Regions from separate parts of the Hordeum vulgare genome. Here region 2 is linked to region 1. A link is a contact called in public Hi-C data. All regions are on one chromosome and are shown on one strand. Each heading gives the region's core, a stretch centred on a gene start, on an enhancer-like site or on the middle of the called end of the contact. The rest is flanking DNA. Distances are from core to core; before and after follow the strand shown.

Region 1 (5,001 bases), core at 755-3,254:
TGCAGTGGTATGAAATCATAGAAGCGCAATGTACTGTGATCCAGTTTATTATCTACAGTACATCTTGAGGCTGAATCATAAACCTAGGTAGCAAAACAGTTTTGTTCCACCACTAAAAAATGGAACCAAAAATGTGGATCACTCATTATAATCTTGACAAGATGTGTAGAATCCATATATAACAACCAGTCAAACCATAAATAAAAATAAAACACACTCCATCGTCTTCCCAACCAGTCAAACTATATATTCCATCAGTTCGCAAATATAAGGACTATTAGTTTTTTGAAAAGACAAATTTCTTTAACTTCAAGTTCAAAGCAAAAACATATTGACATCCACAATATTAAATAAAAATAGTATGAAAAATCATTTCATGATGAACCTAATCATACTGATTTGATATTATGAATTTTGATATATTTCTCTATAAATTTGATTTAAATATTTTTAAAGTAATACAACTTATATTTTTGAAACAGAGTAAGTATTTTTTTAAGAAACCAACAACACCAACAAGGCAGCAAAATGCACCCAACCTTTCTACTAAATACATTGTGCTCCCTAATTTTAGACTTCTCTCAGTTGAGGTGTTCAATTTTGGATTTGATTCATGAATTTGACCGTGTCAACGAATTTGATAGAGATTATTTCAAATTTGGTTCAAAGTTTTTATTCAGTTGAGGTGCTCAACTTCTTATATGGTTCACAATTTTGACTAGGTCAATTATTTTGATTGAGGTTTTCAATTTTGAATTGTTTCTTGATTTTGACCGAGTTAATGATTTCTCAGGCCAATCGGTGAAAATCATCCTATAAATACACATGAGTCCTGCATATCCTCTCATCAACCAACAAAGAAGAATTCTCAACAGCACGACACTGTAGCATCAATATTGTACATATGGTAGGTCAATTGTTAGAGAGACCTTTTTTTTGCCTTAAATGGCATAAAACGTGGTTAAAGCCATATTATAGGACAACTAATGGAGATGCTCTAGGAACCTAATAACGCATGGACGTCGGATAGAAGCACATGACAAATCAAACATTTTCGATGACATATTTAAGCGAGGATGTCAGTTTTAGTTGGCAAGCATGGCAACTTCGTCCTTCAGTATATTTTTGATAGAAATTACTGTGTGTGTCAACTAATTTTCCAACCCTGCGGCAATATAATTGGCATTGAAAATGTTCGATTTGCCATGTGATCGTACCTGACATCAGGCAATTATCTTTTTTTTTTGGAGGGGAGGCACTTATCATTTCTGATGTTCTAAGGGCGCCAAATAGGATTCAGGCGATGCGGGCCTTATAGGTAAACCTCTCTTGGTCTGGTGCAGCCACACAAGGAGGTGACAGCCCATTTTCTTTACGGCCCAATGTGCTATCGCAAAGACGAACTTTTAAGAAGGTGGCTATGTGGGCCGTCGATCCATCAAACGGATTCACAGTCGCATAGTGATGTTGGACCTAATTCTCTCAGCTCACCTCTTCTCTCTTGGTTGTTTCACACAACACACACAAGAACACAAGAAATTTGATTCGTGCTGCCTCACACAGCTCACAGCTTTTCTCCTCTCTATATTTTCTCTTCTTTCCAAAGCAAACAAGATAACAACTTATATGACACACGCACACAACGGCCACGATCAGCCATGAGCTAACTAACTGCCCACGTCCTGAGCGTGTGCAGCCGCTCCACTAATTTAGCTACATGCAAACTCCACTTGCTATTTTCACGTACTAACTTACTTGACCGAATCACTCGGTTCAAACATCTATGCAGACCAACGCTTTGCCCAGCTTGCATGCAGCACCGTGCATCACACACGGCATCGTCGTCCGCCTCACGCGGTACTTGGGCAACTCCTCAATACATGCCAACCGAACCACCTAATATGCATTGGCCCTATGTGACTCTAACTCATGCAGAAAATAAACATGCAGATACATAAAACATCAAGATTATATCTAACAAGTGAGTGGTAGTCGTGCGCCCCATGGTCGGAAGCCGCCGCCGCCGCGGAAGAGCGCGGCTGCCGCCGCAGAGTGCCGAGCCGCCGCCGCCGCCTCCGCCGGAGGAGGAGGAGGATGCAGCTCTCAGCTCCAGGTCTACTCCCGACCCTAACCTTGCTCATCTCTCTTTTTATCTTCCACATCTTCGTTTTCGTTAGGTTTTAAGCAGATGCGAGCCTAGAATCGGGAGAGTCAGCAATCTCGCCCTAGTGAATCCATAGTAAAATTTCGAGCATTTTGGCGAATTTGTAGGAACATATTGATGATTTGGCAGGGTGATATTTAGGGTATTTTTGTGAATTAGTGGTGCTATAATTGACTCACTGTCACTAGTCTCCCCTAAATTTGGATCTACACCACTGTCTACAAGGTGTGGCACTCGGTTCGGTTGTTGATGACTCCATTTTCTCTTATGAGGGAAATGGTTTCAGTTTTCCTTAATTTCAATGTAGACGAGTATTACAATTTTGATTTTGGTAACTTTTTGTTTGGTGGTGGTCATGTTGCTGCCATGAATTGTGATCGCTTGTTTCAGTGATTTCCTGTAACTCAATGTCCAATGCGATTTGATGGATCCTTTTATTGTGGCTTATTATTGAAAAGGAATGAACTAAAATTTCTAATCAAAGTTGTCCACGTAAACCTTGGAGGTATGAGGAAATTGGTCACCTGATGTGATTCAGTTTGGTGCGCGCTTGGGCTGGATCCAAAGCAGAATCAGCAAAGAGCGTCTCTCAGTTTATTGCGCGGTTGTGTCTCTTGTTCATTTGGTCTTTCTCATGCAGTCATGGTCATGGTTCTGCCATGAACAATGCTCACTTCAGTTTGACGACCAAGTGAGTTGAGAAAATCATCACATAAAAGTTTTCTAGCATAAGGGGAGGATACTGTTGCGTTTTTACGTCGAGCAAAATCATCACCTATTGCTATTAAAGTTTGAGGATCTCTACAACGCGCACCCTTTGTCATTATTTGCAGATATTAAATTGTACATAGCGCTGGCTGGCACACTGAAGCTATTATAGTTATGCTAACGCAGAAAAAAAAGTCGTAGGTGGTTCTGGAGTAGCTTCTTCTGATTGAAGTTTGGCATGTCCCAGTTGTCACTCTTGTTTTCCTTATTGTTCAGTTAAAGCGTACTGCATTTCTTGTAGTGTATTAACTCCTGAAATATTTATTCAATATAGTGTGTTTCAGATCTTTATATTGATGCATTGTTCTTGAATTTATATGTGCCAGAGAAGTTACCACTGTGGAGAGGCCCTCTAAGAAAACCTGCTCTGCCTCAGCCTCGACCACGTTGGCTTTGTCTGGACCTTATGTTTGTGGAGATCTGCTGGACAGCCTGCTTCCTGAAATTCTGCTTCACGGGATTATTGCTCTGTTTGACTCATTCCATGACTTCCTTGCTTTCATTAGCACCTGCCGCTCTTGGCGCACTGCTGTTTCTACCCTTCCCTTTGTGTATACATTCAGTTTCCCGCCACTTCACTTCAAACCAGATGGTCCTTATGTTCATCCACATAGCGGCCGTATCAAGCCCATCCTTTTATCTAATTGCAAATGGCAGCTCAGTGATCCTAGCAAGAAAAACTCATCCCTTGCGTGTTCAGTGCCTAAAAATAGTCCAAATAAAATTTACTATTTGGGCTGCTCATATGGGTATCTTATCTTCTCCCACAAGGAGCACTGCCTCCTTGTCGATGTGTACACTGGTACCAAGGTGATGCCCCCCAAACTCCCACCTAACAATGATCTTGGGTACTTTTGTGGCATAGGCATCCTTACGGCCCCATTGATTTCACCCAACTCTCGCCTCCTCCTTTTCTCAAGAGAGTCCATGTTTGAGTGGCAGGTTGGAACACACTCCTGGTCAGAGCATACCCTTACTCTTGATTATGAACTCATCTATCAGATTGTCTTCTTCAAAGGTGATATCATTGTCGTAGAAAATCCTCTAAGGCTCCACACTGTACACTTGACACCTCAGTTCAGCATGCAAGAATTAGAAATTAAAAAGGAGTTTGCGCCTATAAACTCATGGTTGGTGGCCTGTGATGACATGCTACTCATGGTTGACCAAACGTACTCTGGTGAATCAGCAATCTTTAGGGTCTTTCGCCTCAACTTTTCTGTCAAGCCAGCTAAGTGGGTTAAGTTGGACAAGTTGGAAAATTATGCCCTGTTTGTCAGCCTCGATAGAAGGAATCCTACATTTTGTTGCATGAGCCCGGAAAGATGGGGAGGAAAGAGTAACTGCATTTATTTTGCGAAGCTATCTAAAGATCCTGGTGAAACTTGGACTGCGGTCGAGCTTGGTCAGCCAGTGCCAAACAATGTAGTTAACTTCATTTTCTATGCTATTTCCACCCCTCCTGACTGTGGTCTACTAAGTAGCCTCTGGGTGTTCCCCAGTTTAGTTTATGGTTCTGGCTAGTACATCTTTCTAGTCTTGCACAAGACCTGCCTCTGGCGTTCTATCTTATTTCGCAACTAGTTCTGTAGCTGTAATGGTTTTCTGACTTTGGGACCAATATTTTGTGTCCAAGTACAATTAATCATCTGTATGGGCATGCTGCTGTTACTACTGGTTGTATTCTGGTGAACATCGGCATTGCATTTGTTATCCGGTTGTACCTGTAGATGCAGCAGTAGAATGGTCACATGTGTTTCAACCATGTGTTGTTAAATGAGACGTGTATTGTCAAATGTAACCTGGGTACCATTGTGGACAAACTTGTCGTGTATTCAGCTGTACCTGCCTTAAAAATGTCATCTTGGATAATCCATATGCCTTCTATTGTTTGTGGGATTGGATCATTCATTGTTGAACTGAATGAATGTTGTAGACCATGGTGGTTTACTTGCTATTTTTTTGTTGATAATGTGCTCACGGAGCAGGAGAAACCTTGTCTGTTTACTCTGCAAAATGACGTCTTGTACTCTCCTCATCTTGGGGTTTCTATCGTAAGCGCATACTCC
Region 2 (5,001 bases), core at 1,704-4,203, 170 kb before region 1:
TCTTTGCCGTCCGGGGGCAAACGGCAAAGGGGACGAGACTATAAGGGTCGTCCCCCCTCCCCTCGCTCCACTACCCCCACTCCCCCACTATTGTCTCTCTCTCCACCGCGTCGCGCCTCGCTCCAGCACCACCGGCGGCCGGCCAACCCTCCACCGCCCCCGGTGCCGCCCCCTCCCCTCACCCGCCCCCCGGCGTCGCCCCCTTCCCTCACCGGCCCCCGGCGCCGCCGCTCCTCTCACTGGCCTGCAGCTTGCGTTCATTGACTGGAGTGTAGTTTACTGTACTCGCATGTGTAACGTTCCAGCTCATGAGCTAGCGGTTTTGGGTTGGGTACGAGAGGTGTGTATGGCTGGGTAGCCTTCCAAACACTGTAACCGTTGCACTGACCGCCGACTTGTCGGTCCGAGGTGATTAATGGAATGCCAGGTGTTCCAGTTCAAAAAAAAGTGCAAGTGGCACGGAACCGAACAACAATCTTCCAGTTTCCATACATACGTATATACTTCCTCCATTTTTAAATATTAGGAGATTTTACTATAGACTTCAACAAAATGAGTGAACCTCTAGTTAAAATTTATCTATATACATCCGTATGTAGTGTATATTGTAATTTTTAAAAGGACTTATATTTAAAAACGGAGAGAGTACATCCCACTCGCGGTTCAGTACAACTAAACCCTTGCATTGCACTGCTACTTTGCATTCGTCGTATGCCCCAGATAGTTAGATTAACCTCAAATATCCAGCTACCCCGGGCTACCATGGATTGCAAGATCTTTGCCATCATCATGTCTCTGGTAATTTTGGCAATCCTTCTTGTGTCTTTGGGAAATGTTCATAGAATTATATGAACCTGGCCAAGGATCCGTATTGCATCACCATTTACATATGTGGTTCCGCGAGACTCCCGTCTGCAATTGTGTCGACTGCCACACTACTTCAACAAAATTACAACGGGAAAAAGAAATCGTGGAGCCTCAAACCTAGGCCGCGTTCGGTAAACCCTCCAGCTCCGTAAAATACAGGAGTAGACGGAGCGGCACTTTTACAACTCTCAAAAAATACGTTGTGTCGCCCGCTCCGCTCCAGCCACTCCACGAGCGGAGAGCTGCCGAACAGGGCCATAGTGTCATGTGGATGGGTAGACAACAGTTTAGCACTACAAAAGTGATCTGATGCCAGCAACATTTATCACTGCTCTTTGTTCCATCTCCCTCATCCAAACATTTCACATTGATGCATGTAATTAGCATTGACACTTGCACAAGCGAAATATATAGATAAGAAGGTACTATAATTCACCATATGATCCATAGCACAATCATCACATATAAGAAAGCATCACACATCACATGGAATACAAGAGATGCAATAATCACCACGTCTAGACATCCATGATGAGAATTTGCACATAAGCAAACACGCTTGATCAACATCGGCTTCAAACTAGTCGCTGTTTAGTTCAGCGTGTATGTAAAACGTTTTGTGGATATTTAAGTAGTAAAAGGATACTATACCCATGAAGTTACAAATACGCGATTGGGCTCATCAAGCGATTGTAAACTACATTGAACTTGGACAAGGACATGAGCTCCTCGGGGGAAGAGGGAATCAATCCACTCACATATCACTATCCTCCAGTTACTACTTTGTTGTTCCCAGATACGACATGGTTGCCCCCTGATACAACATTGTTGCTCCCTGTCACAACATTGTTTCTCCCGGATACAACATTGTTGCTCCCATACACAACATGGTTTCTCTCAGTTACGACATTGCCGCTACCAGATACGGCATTGTTGCTCCCAGTTACGACATTGTCGTTCCCAGATAGAATTGTGTTGTCATTCCCGGATACAACATTGTTGCTTCCAGATCTGATAGTGTTGCGGCTCCCAGATATGACATTTGGTTGTTGGCCGAGTATGCGTCTATTACCCTTCACATACAATGGCATGTTGGTGGAAACCATACCCGGTGAGTGCCCCACAGTGGCGACGAGGCCCTTGAGACGTGTCAAACGCTTAGGTACCTTGCCAACCAATGAATTATTTGAGAGATCCAATAAGCGAAGGTGGTCAAGCTCACCAATCCACGACGGGATGGTGCCGACCAATCTGTTGTTGGCAAGGCTGAGTGACTTGAGATCACCACAATCCGCGAGGCTAAGTGGAAGCGACCCACTCAGGTAGTTTGAAGTGAAGTCAACCGAAGAAAGAAGTGGCATGCCGGAGAAGTTGACACGAGCAATCGGACCAGACAAAGAGTTATTGCAGAGATTGAGCTCACGAAGAGATGACAAGGATGACAAGGACGGTGGCAGCAATCCTGAGAAGCCATTGGAGTGTGCAGCCAAATGCTCCATCGACTTGAGGTTGTGGAACACGTTGTCTGGGAGTTGGCCGGAGAAGCGGTTGATGGACAAATCCAACAAGGTGAGGTTTTTGAGGTCGCTGAGGCGCGAGCTCAGCTGACCTACGAGGTTGTTGGATGCGAGGGAGAGCTTCCGCAGCCCAACGAGGCCGAAGAGCGCATCGGGAAGGGTGCCGGCGAAAGAGTTGGAGCTGAGGAAGAGCTCCTCCAAGCGCGCCAGGCCTGCGAGAGAGGCTCCTGGGATGGACCCTGCGAGGCCATGGCCGGGGAGCCGCAGCACGGTGACGCGGCCGTTGGCGCCATGGCAGCCCACACCTTCCCAATCGCAGCACGAGGCGCCAGACCACACCGTGCGGAGGTGGACGGCACCACCGCCTCTGAGGTTCCGGGCCAAGCCCCGCAGCGCGCGTAGGTCGTCGGGGTGGCAGGTCGCGCACGCCGCTGGCAAGAGAAACGCCAAGCAGAGCAGCAGCAGCCAGCATTTCGCCATGGAATCAGCAGCTATGTGTGCACAAACGCGAGAACTCAACAAGAAACCATTCTGGGATGCATGGGATTCGCAAGCGCTAGCTCTTGCTTGGCACAAACTGCTTGGGTGGTGCATTGTATCTTATATACACGCGTGGAAGGAAGCATGCGTTGCAAGTGGTTCAAACTTGACTTTCATGCACGGTGCTGTCAGTCGACTGAATTCATGGGTGGCCATGCGTTGCAAGGACCAGTCCGTGCCCACCGCTGTCGATTTTCATCCATGGTGCTGTATGTCGACAGAAATTTGTGGGTGGTATGCAGGCATGTACTCAAGACGGCAACTCCTGCTCCTCAACAACCCAGCTGGTCCCGTTCCGTTGTCATAGACTAGATTGGTCCTAGTCCATCATTTGTGCTGAGTAATATACTCTTTCATCGCCAGAAAAAAAGACTATCTGGGATTTTTTTTGCTCTCGGGCTTCATGGAGCCCGAAATTTTCAAAAAAGAATAATAATGATACACAAGTACTTATCGATGTGTACAACGGGAGAGATAATTGACATCCACTTCCCGCCAGCACGGCCCAACAACATCCGAGTTGTGCCCGGTCACGATAGAGAGGTGAACACTAAGTTCTAGTAGAAATTAATATCAGTAGTACATTAAGAAGCATGGATACAATACTTTTGGTATGGTTTTTGTATGACTAGTCTGATGTTAAAGAGTATAATTTCCAAAAAAAAATGTACCAAAGCAATACTTGTAAGTTGAAACAATGTTTGAAATTTGCACCAAGTCATGAGAAAATTCTCAATAAAAGGATTCTATTAAATGTGTTTTAGGGCATCTCTGTGTACGCTTGAATATTAATAAAAAAATTGTCTCACGCCCTTTATTCTCTCCTTTCTTTATTACTCCTATATGTCCATTAAAACTTATCCTTGATACTCCCTCTGATCCATATATATATTGAGCCTCCTAACATACTCCATATATATAATTGATATGTTGTGTGTTAGCATTTTCCAAAATATACCATAGCAATTAATTAGGTTAGTTAAGGTTATGCCCAAAACAGAATTTTAAAGTGGCTCACAAGAGCAAGTAATAGCACGATTGGAAACTATGCATTTTTCTAATAAAATTACATATACAAATAATTTTAATCCGAGTTACAGCTCTAAAGTTATAGCGTGATCCTGCTTAATATATTATTTGTAAATAATAAAAGTCAAAGACCTAAACGGGCTGAAAATAGGTCTATTACACTGAGCTACCAGGCAGCAAGCCTGGTAAGCTATCTCAAAAAACAACAACCAGCACTGAACTGCGGAGATAATGCTGCAGTTGGGCCGAAGCCCATAGACACTTAATGCTGGACTAGGGATTGTTTAAAGAGAAACTCGGGTATTTTTTTTATAAAATGCATGACAGACAGGCAGAAATGTTTCGTGCTTTATTAGTAGGGCTAAGATAAGATAAGAATCGTACATGTATTAGCCCCGCAAAAGAAACTACATGTGCTAGAAAAACATGATTTGTTATTTTTGTGTAGCTCACACGAAAAGGTATTTCACCTTTAAACTTTGCGAACAAATACTCCTTCCGTTCCTAAATACAAATCTTTTTAAAAATTTCATTAGTGAAATACATACAAAACAAAATAAGTGAATATATATTATAAAATATGTCTATATACATTTATATGTAGTCTTTAAATGAAATATTTAAAAAGACTTATATTTAGTAACGGAGGGAATAGTATACATCAGTATGCATGTGTGTATTTTTTGAAAATTTTGAAACCCAATAATTTGAATTTTGAACTTTTCAAATAAAAGGCTCCATGGATCTTGAGCTCATTTTGCAATTTTTTGTTATATGATATCTCATCTTGAGCCCCTCCCTCAGATCCAATGTCCCGGAGCCATAATGGCTCGAGGCTAGCAAGTCCTCGATCCAGTGGGCTGTCTAGGACTCGGGCTCAATCCATGGCGGTCCGAGGATCGATGTGTGCGCCTGTTGCGTGGCCAGTCAGGATCGCCTCACCATCCCTGCCAGAACCCGGCCTCCTATCCGCCCCAGATGGATCTTGGGTGGGTGTTGCGGCCAGCCGAGCTTCGGCGCCATGAACTGATCAGCCTTGCTTTTTATC

Evidence for each region. Hi-C and Micro-C count contacts between places; a contact is called where the count stands out from the background.
Region 2: a contact with region 1 is called in a Hi-C map of leaf, with 2.7 times the contacts expected there. The contact joins the promoter of LOC123399476 here to the promoter of LOC123397385 in region 1. A contact is called at or near these places in 2 of 6 Hi-C or Micro-C datasets (leaf and seedling).

What each region holds. Positions count from the first base shown.
Region 1 is chr5H:575,412,380-575,417,380 of MorexV3_pseudomolecules_assembly, reverse strand. LOC123397385 reads left to right here and starts at 2,004. Exons shown (of 2, transcript XM_045091950.1): 1 at 2,004-2,113; 2 at 3,259-4,804. The coding sequence starts at 2,004. The coding sequence ends at 4,456.
Region 2 is chr5H:575,579,850-575,584,850 of MorexV3_pseudomolecules_assembly, reverse strand. It overlaps LOC123399476 (phytosulfokine receptor 2-like), which reads right to left and starts at 2,953. Exons shown (of 1, transcript XM_045093888.1): 1 at 1,271-2,953. The coding sequence starts at 2,864. The coding sequence ends at 1,632.